Linked DNA regions of Sus scrofa: region 1 is linked to region 2. The links are chromatin contacts, called in public HiChIP or PLAC-seq maps. All regions are on one chromosome and are shown on one strand. The core of a region is the stretch at or near the end of the contact, and the rest is flanking DNA. Distances in the headings are between cores, read along the strand shown. Region 1 overlaps DTL (denticleless protein homolog). Region 2 overlaps PPP2R5A (protein phosphatase 2 regulatory subunit B'alpha).

Evidence for each region. HiChIP or PLAC-seq counts read pairs in DNA pulled down with a chosen protein or histone mark.
Region 1: a contact with region 2 is called in an H3K27ac HiChIP or PLAC-seq map of alveolar macrophages. The contact joins two enhancer-like sites. A contact is called at or near these places in 2 of 47 Hi-C or Micro-C datasets (epiblast stem cells and skeletal muscle) and 1 of 2 datasets of contacts at active chromatin or transcription factors (alveolar macrophages).

What each region holds. Positions count from the first base shown.
Region 1 is chr9:131,242,180-131,246,139 of Sscrofa11.1, forward strand. It overlaps DTL (denticleless protein homolog), which reads right to left. Exons shown (of 16, transcript XM_013979970.2): 12 at 429-518. Among named protein-coding and RNA genes, the nearest start is that of DTL, 31 kb to the right of the region's middle. Within about 2 kb of position 1,407, at least 4 of the 83 cell types and tissues checked have an H3K27ac peak or open chromatin away from gene starts, as enhancers often do. A contact at or near this core is called in alveolar macrophages, where this site is marked.
Region 2 is chr9:131,007,773-131,011,738 of Sscrofa11.1, forward strand. PPP2R5A (protein phosphatase 2 regulatory subunit B'alpha) reads right to left here. Exons shown (of 13, transcript NM_001100192.1): 9 at 78-128. Among named protein-coding and RNA genes, the nearest start is that of TMEM206, 42 kb to the left of the region's middle. Within about 2 kb of position 2,404, at least 1 of the 83 cell types and tissues checked has an H3K27ac peak or open chromatin away from gene starts, as enhancers often do. A contact at or near this core is called in alveolar macrophages, where this site is marked.

The DNA of each region.
Region 1 (3,960 bases), core at 157-2,656, 230 kb after region 2:
CGTATTAAGATTTCACAGTAAGCATTTTTCAGGCATGTGAAAACCCAAACTGAACTATGACGACCAGTCAAGATGTTGCCTTTGATACACCACACTGATAATATGTAGACGTTCAAGACTAGTTTTCATCTTAGATTTTCTTTTTACCTTCAATTTTAAGATAAATTTTTAATAACATTAGAAACTTAATTCTATGTTTAGGGACAAAATGACTAGGGAGAAAAGAAATGCATCCTTACTCCTTAGTGTGTAATACATTATCTGTATCGGCAGAAAAAAATAGAATATGTGTGATTAATGATGATGCAGATCCTAGACAGCCTCAAGATCTTTTAAATGTGTACTTAAAGATAAAAGTCTGTATTAACTCTCAACCTCCAAATCTGTGATCTACTTTTTAAACCAACTACAGAGATTCATTTACAAACCTTTGTGAAGTCTGATGGACACCAGCACACAGATGTGACCTCTTGCGAATGACCCAGGAGCACAGTAGGAGGATGCCAGGGTGTGGAGACCTATCACGCCATCAAAAAAGAAACAAACGAGTCAGCAGACCAGTGTTAGGTCTCCCAGACAGAGGTGTGAATCTTTCCACGTCTCTGCCTTAGCTTTGGTGAGGACTGTTACCAAAGGCCCCCCGACATGTCTAGTTACAGCTCAGAAAGAGACCCAATAGACACATTTGTCATTAATCTGAAAATAGAATGAAAATAGCCAAAGTAAGTAAACAATATGAGCTTCGATACAAGGACAGGACTTATTTCAAGTCAGGACTACTTAGCTACACATATTTTGACTAAAATTGAAGATTGAAAGGGCGAGGTCAGCTACAAGGGAGTGCACTTCAAGTGGAACCTAGACTGGTTAATCCTGAAGACGGATCTCCTGGGACAGGAGGACAGTCTTCTTCCAAGAGAAGACTCACTGACTTTGAGGAAAGCCCAAAGTTTCATATAAGCTATATTTTACAAGACACTCTGGTATCCTTTTGGAGAAAAAAATTTCCTCTAAAATCTTAGTTCATTTGCTTAAAAAAATCTTGAATTTTCAAGTACTGCCACATTTAATACCTTTTTAATGTGTAAAGAAGGGTCGCATTTGTGCAGTACTACACGTGACTACGAATCATATTTTCCCCCTCATTGAAACGTCAGTGATATGCATTTGACAGCAGATTCATTCAGAGTTGTCAATCCTTGTCAAGAGGCCACAGGCATTAATCAGCACAACATGGAGTACAAACTCACATAACTATTATTAGCACAAGTGTTTGAAAAGAGAAATTATTCTTTTCATTTTTCTGAAGCTCTGAATCATTGCTCATTTGTGTGAAGAAAGTGGGGGCACTCTGGAAGGAATATTTGTGAGAATGACTAAGTAAGCTTCATGGATGCCTCACACTGTAGCTGTGGGATCGACACACTGATTCATAAGGTTACTACTCCTCTCTGGGGTTAAGTGGCACATATGTAATGACTCAATAAGCCAAAGAAGACGAAGAGCAGAATCTCATTTGCCTTGCTGGGTTAATTAAAGTTTCACAGAAAAGGAGACTTTTCCCCGAGATCTAAGATGCTCTCACTTGCTGCCTGCTCCTACAATGCCACGGAGAACAAGGGCTCATTCTCTCACAAGGCAGCGTATTTTAGAAAAGATTCTCAAGATAGTGTCTATTTCAGCAGTCACAGACATTCTCAATGGTCCAGCCCGTGGTTTCTTTATCCAAGGCCCAAGGAGGACTGGTAGCAACAAGTTAAAAGGAAGAGGAAACCCTCAGGTCCCCCTGACCCTCCTGGGTAAGAATATATTATTTTACTCCATTGGATTATTTGCTTGTTGCCTGTAGCTTTCCATTTCATGATATCACTGCCCTTCCTCAGTTTCCTAGGCATTACAATACCTAGAAGAAGCTGAATATCTATACCAGAGATGAAAATAAATGCCAAGAATAGAACCACCGATAGAATGTATTTCTGCATTTACCTACAGGATTTAAGAGAAAAAAACAAAGGATAGACCTGTTGGAACAACTCTGTACCATTTGATAGGCCAGGCATAATAACAGTAATAAAAAAAGCCAGCGTCTACTGAATGATTATCATAAGCCAGGCACTTTACATCGTATTAAAAGTGAAGGGAGGGTTCCTCAAAAAATTAAGCATGGAAATAATTACCATGTGAGCCCACAATTCTACTCTTAGGTATATACTCCCAGGAGAATTGAAAATGTATGTTCAGGAATTCCCGTCGTGGCGCAGTAGTTAACGAATCCGACTAGGAACCATGAGGTTGCGGGTTCGGTCCCTGCCCTTGCTCAGTGGGTTAACGATCCGGCGTTGCCGTGAGCTGTGGTGTAGGTTGCAGACGCGGCTCGGATCCCGCGTTGCTGTGGCTCTGGCGTAGGCTGGGGGCTACAGCTCCGATTCAACCCTGGCCTGGGAACCTCCATATGCTGCGGGAGCGGCCCAAGAAATAGCAACAACAACAACAACAAAAAGACAAAAGACAAAAAGACAAAAAAAAAAAAAAAAAAAAAAGAAAATGTATGTTCAAACAAAAACTCGTACATGAATGTTCACAGCAGCTTTATTCATAGAGCCAAAAAGTGGGATAATTTAAATATCCATCAACTGATGAATAAATAAAACCAGGCCTACACATACAATGGAATAGTCAGCTGTAAAAAGTAATCAAGGACTGATCCATGCAACAACATGGATAAACCTTGAAAACGCTAAGTGAAAGCAAAGCCAGACATAAAAGATCGTGTATGGTATGACTCCACTTATAGGAAATGTGCAGAATAGGCAAATCCGTAGAGAAAGAACCTAAGTTCGTGGTTGCCAGAAGCTGGAGGAAGAGGGGAATGGAGAGTGAGTCTTGAAGGGTATGGGCTTGCTTTCTGGAGTGATGGAAATGTTTGGAAATGAGGTAGTGGGGATAGCTGCACAATACTGTGATAATACTAAAAAAAAAAAAATCACTGAATTGTACACTTTAAAATGACTACAATTGTCAATTTTACATTGTACAAATTCTACCTCAATTAAAAAAAAACAGTGGAGGGAAGGGCATGTTGTGGGATGAAATGAGAACAAATGTCCAACAAGTTTTATAACGTTAGTAACAAGTAGTTTCACAGTTGAGGATTACCCTAGTATGTAAAATATACTTAGTGACTACTTTAAAGAAGATTAGTTTCTTCTAATGAAACTCGGGTGACTTTTAAATCCTTTGTTTTTATTCAAGTAAGTTTTATTTTCACTTCATTATTACAAAAACATTATCATAACTATATAACATCTTTTTAAAGCCTCCCTCTACTTTTAAATAGGAAGAAGCGACTATGAAGTCCAAGAGACATTCACATCTGCACAATCTGGGAATGGTCAAAACACAGAAAATCATCCTCTCTTACAAATTCTAGTTGTTACAGAATAAGATGAACTCAAGGCAGTAAGAATTCTAAAGTTAAAACTTGTGGAACTATGAAGGTACCCTTAGAAGTAACGGACTCTAACCTACAGACCTCAAAAAACATTTTGTATACTTGAACGAGCACCTTTCCTCAACAAACCTCCTTACTCCGCCCGGTCAGAAACGGAGCCTAATCTTCATTTCTGCCATGAGATCATTTACACTTCCTAAAGCGTCAGGCTCAGCATTTCGCCAGTCAGCGGTAGAATGACAGCGCCAAATCAGTTTATTTATAACCACTTCAATACTCTCCAGTGGCTGCATCAGAAATGAACCAGGGACAGACAGAGTAGGGGTGAGGGGAGGGCAAGGGGTAGGAAATTGAAAAAGAAAAAAATATAAATCTTTTTATCTTTAAGTCTTGGGCTTCAGTGTCAGAAAGTCTGCTGTATTACATCTCCTATTTGCTGGGTGGTGGTAAGCATTAAAGGCCATTCTCTTCCGTCTTGAGATCTAAAACTCCCTCCTTCCACTGTTTTC
Region 2 (3,966 bases), core at 1,154-3,653:
TCAGCCCAAAGAAGCACGGTTATAACTCGAGATTGAAAAGTCCTAATAAAATGCAGTTTTTGTTAAACAAGGCCCACCTCTTTCTGACTGCATGTTTTTGGCCAAAATTTCAGCAATCCTCTGATCACCTGCAAAAAAGGGAAAAGTTTAGCATGAATTAAGCAATGAAGCTGCTTAGTCCCAAGAAATTTTAAATAACTGATAACCTCAATGTTGATTAATATCTATGTACATCTCCTTCCCTTTACTCTGGCTCAGCTTTAGACTTTCACCAATTCCAACAGATAATATTGAGAGTTTTGTATCAGATGCTGTTCCAGATGCTAGGAGCCTGCTGATAACAGGACGGAGGAGGTCCCTGATGTTCATGAAGCAGGAAGACCAACACAAATTATCAATTAAGCTTACAAATAAAATAATTTTAATAGTAAGTGCTACTTTCCTACTAAGAAAATAAGGGAAAATATGAGATAATGACTTGGTGGGGTTGGGGGAAGGTTATTTTAGAAATTAAGGAACAGATGATTCCTGTTACTTAAACCATGATGAAGCACTCAAGCCAGAAGGTTCTCTATTTCACGGCTAGCACAATCTTGATAACCCAAACACAAGAAAACAAGGGATCATGAATTTAAGTAAACATAGTTACAAAATTTGTATTACACAGAATACAACAGTATATTAACAGAACATTAACTACCTGCCCAATAACTAATTCCTGAAATTCTAGGATGTTTCAACTCATTACAGTTATAGGTTAAAAGGGAGGAGAAAAACTCTTATGATCAGAGTTGCCACCATGGTTCAGTGGAAACAAATATGACTAGTGCCCATGAGGATGAGGGTCGTTCAATCCTTGGTCCTGCTCAGTGGGTTATGGATCCGGCATTGCCGTGAGTTCTGGTGTAGGTCGCTGACGCGGCTTGGAGCCAGTGTTGCTATGGCTACGGCTATGACTAGGCCAGCAGCTACAGCTCTAATTGGACCCCTAGCATGGGAATTTCCATATGCCGTGGGTGCAGGCCCCCCCCCCAAAAAAAGAAAAACCGAACTATATGATCATTGCAAAAGATTTTGCACAGTTATTTGATTTTTTTTTTTTTTTGTCTTTTTCACATTTCTTGGGCCGCTCCTGTGGCATATGGAGGCTCCCAGGCTAGGGGTCTAATTAGAGCTGTAGCCACCGGCCTACGCCAGAGCCACAGCAATGCGGGATCCGAGGCACGTCTGCAACCTACACCACAGCTCATGGCAACGCCGGATCCTTAACCCACTGAGCAAGGCCAGGGATCGAACCCACAACCTCATGGTTCCTAGTCAGATTCGTTAACCACTGCGCCATGACGGGAACTCCAGTTATTTGATTTTTTTGATTAACTATATATTCTGATAAAAGTTTAGTAAGCCAGAGCTAAGAATTTATCAGAAACTATCAGCAATCAACTTATATAAATTGATTTCTTGGAAACAGGCAGTAAAACCAACTGGACCTGCTGCTTTTGTGCAAATAAATCTTTGACGGCCTTTTAGGTAATTTTAGTTATTGGTCTTGTCCAGTACTGAAGAACACTCGTCCAGACTAAAATTGGGAAGAACACTATTCTGGAGTCAGTCCAGTAAGATGAAAAGGATCTGATGAAAAATGTTGGAAAGGAATACCAGAATTATACTTATTTGTCTAAGATTATAATTATATACCCCCTAAATATTAAAAAACTAAAAAATACTAAAATGAGTATGAAAATTCAATATGTGGCCATATAAAAGACAAGTATAGAAAAAATTTGAGGCAAAGTATCAGTAATAATTATGAAAATAAGATATCTTTCATAACAAAAAACTAATGCAGATAATACAATTCGTAAGAAATGTTTACAATTTATATGAAAAAACCTATAAAAATTGCCTGAATATCATGAAAGACTAAAAATAGATGAGATGAACCAGTATTGTACATATATTTCCTCCAATACTAAATCTATACAAGTAATACAATTTCAGTCAAATACCAACTGAGTTATTTTATGAAACTATAAACAGGTATTTCGAAATCCATAAATGTTAAGTAAACAGCCAAAAATTTTTTAAGGGGGAGGAGGATAAAATTAATGGAATGGAACCTGTACTACTGAGATCAGTAATTAAAACAATATGATAGCAGCATGGAAAGTGACAGAAAAGATATATAACAGGAGTATCCAGACAGACAGAAATACATATGAGGTTTAATATATGACAAAGGTGGCATTTCAGTTCCATGAGAAACAGCTGAATTGGTGGGTACGTGAACTGGTGGCTCATTGGTTGGAAGGAAAAAAGTGTAGTTCCTCTGGCAGGCAGACTTCTGAAATGATCTCCTGTGATCCTTACTTCCTGAATTCACACTCTTGTGTAGTCAAGCCCTCCCCTTAAGTGTGGACTGGTCTAGTGACTTGCTTCTAACAATCAGACTGTGGCGAAAGGGACAGAATGTCACTTCTATGACAAAGTGACAAAACACTGTGACTTCCATCTTAGCAGTAGACTCTCTAGGGCTTTCTTGTCTTGCAAGCTGCTATGTTGGAGAGGCCCAAGTAATAAGGAATTGATGGTGGCCTCAGGCTAACAGCCAGCTAGGAACCCTGAAGAACCGAATTCTACCACCAGCAATCATGTGAACCCAGAAGCAGGTCCTTTCTCATCTGAGCCTTATATGCAACTCCATTCCCTTGCTGATGCCTTGACTTTAGCCTTGTGAGAGACCCTGAGGCAAAGGACCCAGCTAAGCCATGCCTGGATTCCTGATTCACAGAAACTGAGATAATAAACGGTTGTTGTTTTAAGCAACTCAATTTTGTGATAATTTTGTTATGCCAGCAACAGAAAAATAATACAGTTCCATACTTCTGTCATACTGAAAAATTTCAATTTCAAATGGTGTAGTGGGTTGAATGCTGGCCCTCAAACAGATATGTCCATGTCCTAATCTCTGAAATCTATGAATGTGACTTATTTGGAAAATGGGTCTTCCAGAGAAAATTAAGGATCTCAAGATGAAATCATCCTGGGTTATGTGGATGGGCCCTAAATCCAATGACAAGTATGCTTGTAAGAGAACACAGAGGAAAGACAGAAGGGGCAGCAACATGAGATTGCAGTGATGCAGCCACAAGCCCAGGACACCCTGAGACACCAGAAACTGGAAGAGGCAAGGAACAGTATCTCCCCTAGAGCATCTGGAGGGAGTGCAGCCCTGCCCACCTTGATTCTGGACCTCTGACCTTCAGAACTCTGAGAGAATAAATTTGTTATTTTAAGCCACCAAGGTAATTTGTCACGTCAGCTCTAGGAAACTATTATAGATGGAATAAAGTTTTAACACATAAAAACTAAATCTGTAAAGTAACTAGAGTATAACTAGAATTAGTTTTATAATCTCAAAGGTTAGAAGGATTTTACCTAGCACAACAAGACCAGAAGCCTTAATGCTGAACAGATACCCCTACATAAATTTTTTTTTAGTTCTTTAAAAAGGCAAAGATTAAAAACAGTATATTCAAAGTGAAAAAAACTCCAAATGAATACAAAAAATTTGTAAAATATAATAGGAAAAGCCTTAAAAGTAGGCAAAGGACACGTAAATATAAATGACCAATAACCATGCAGAAGGATGGCTATAATAATTTTTAAAAGGCAATTAAAATAATATTTCATACCTACTAGACTAGCAAAAAATTAAAACAACATTCAGCCCTGGCTGATAAGGGGAAACAGGCACCTTCAAACTCTGGACTGGAATACAGAATTGTTCTAACTTTTTGAAAGGCAACTTAGAATATATTAAAATTTTCATGGATTCTTTGACCCAGCAACATGGTTTTAATTTCAGTAGTTTAGTTTTTTAAAAATTTCATATACAGTACAATTTTTTTTCCTTTGAGTATAGTTCTGACGTTTTTTGAAAACACACAGTTTTTTTTTTGTTTT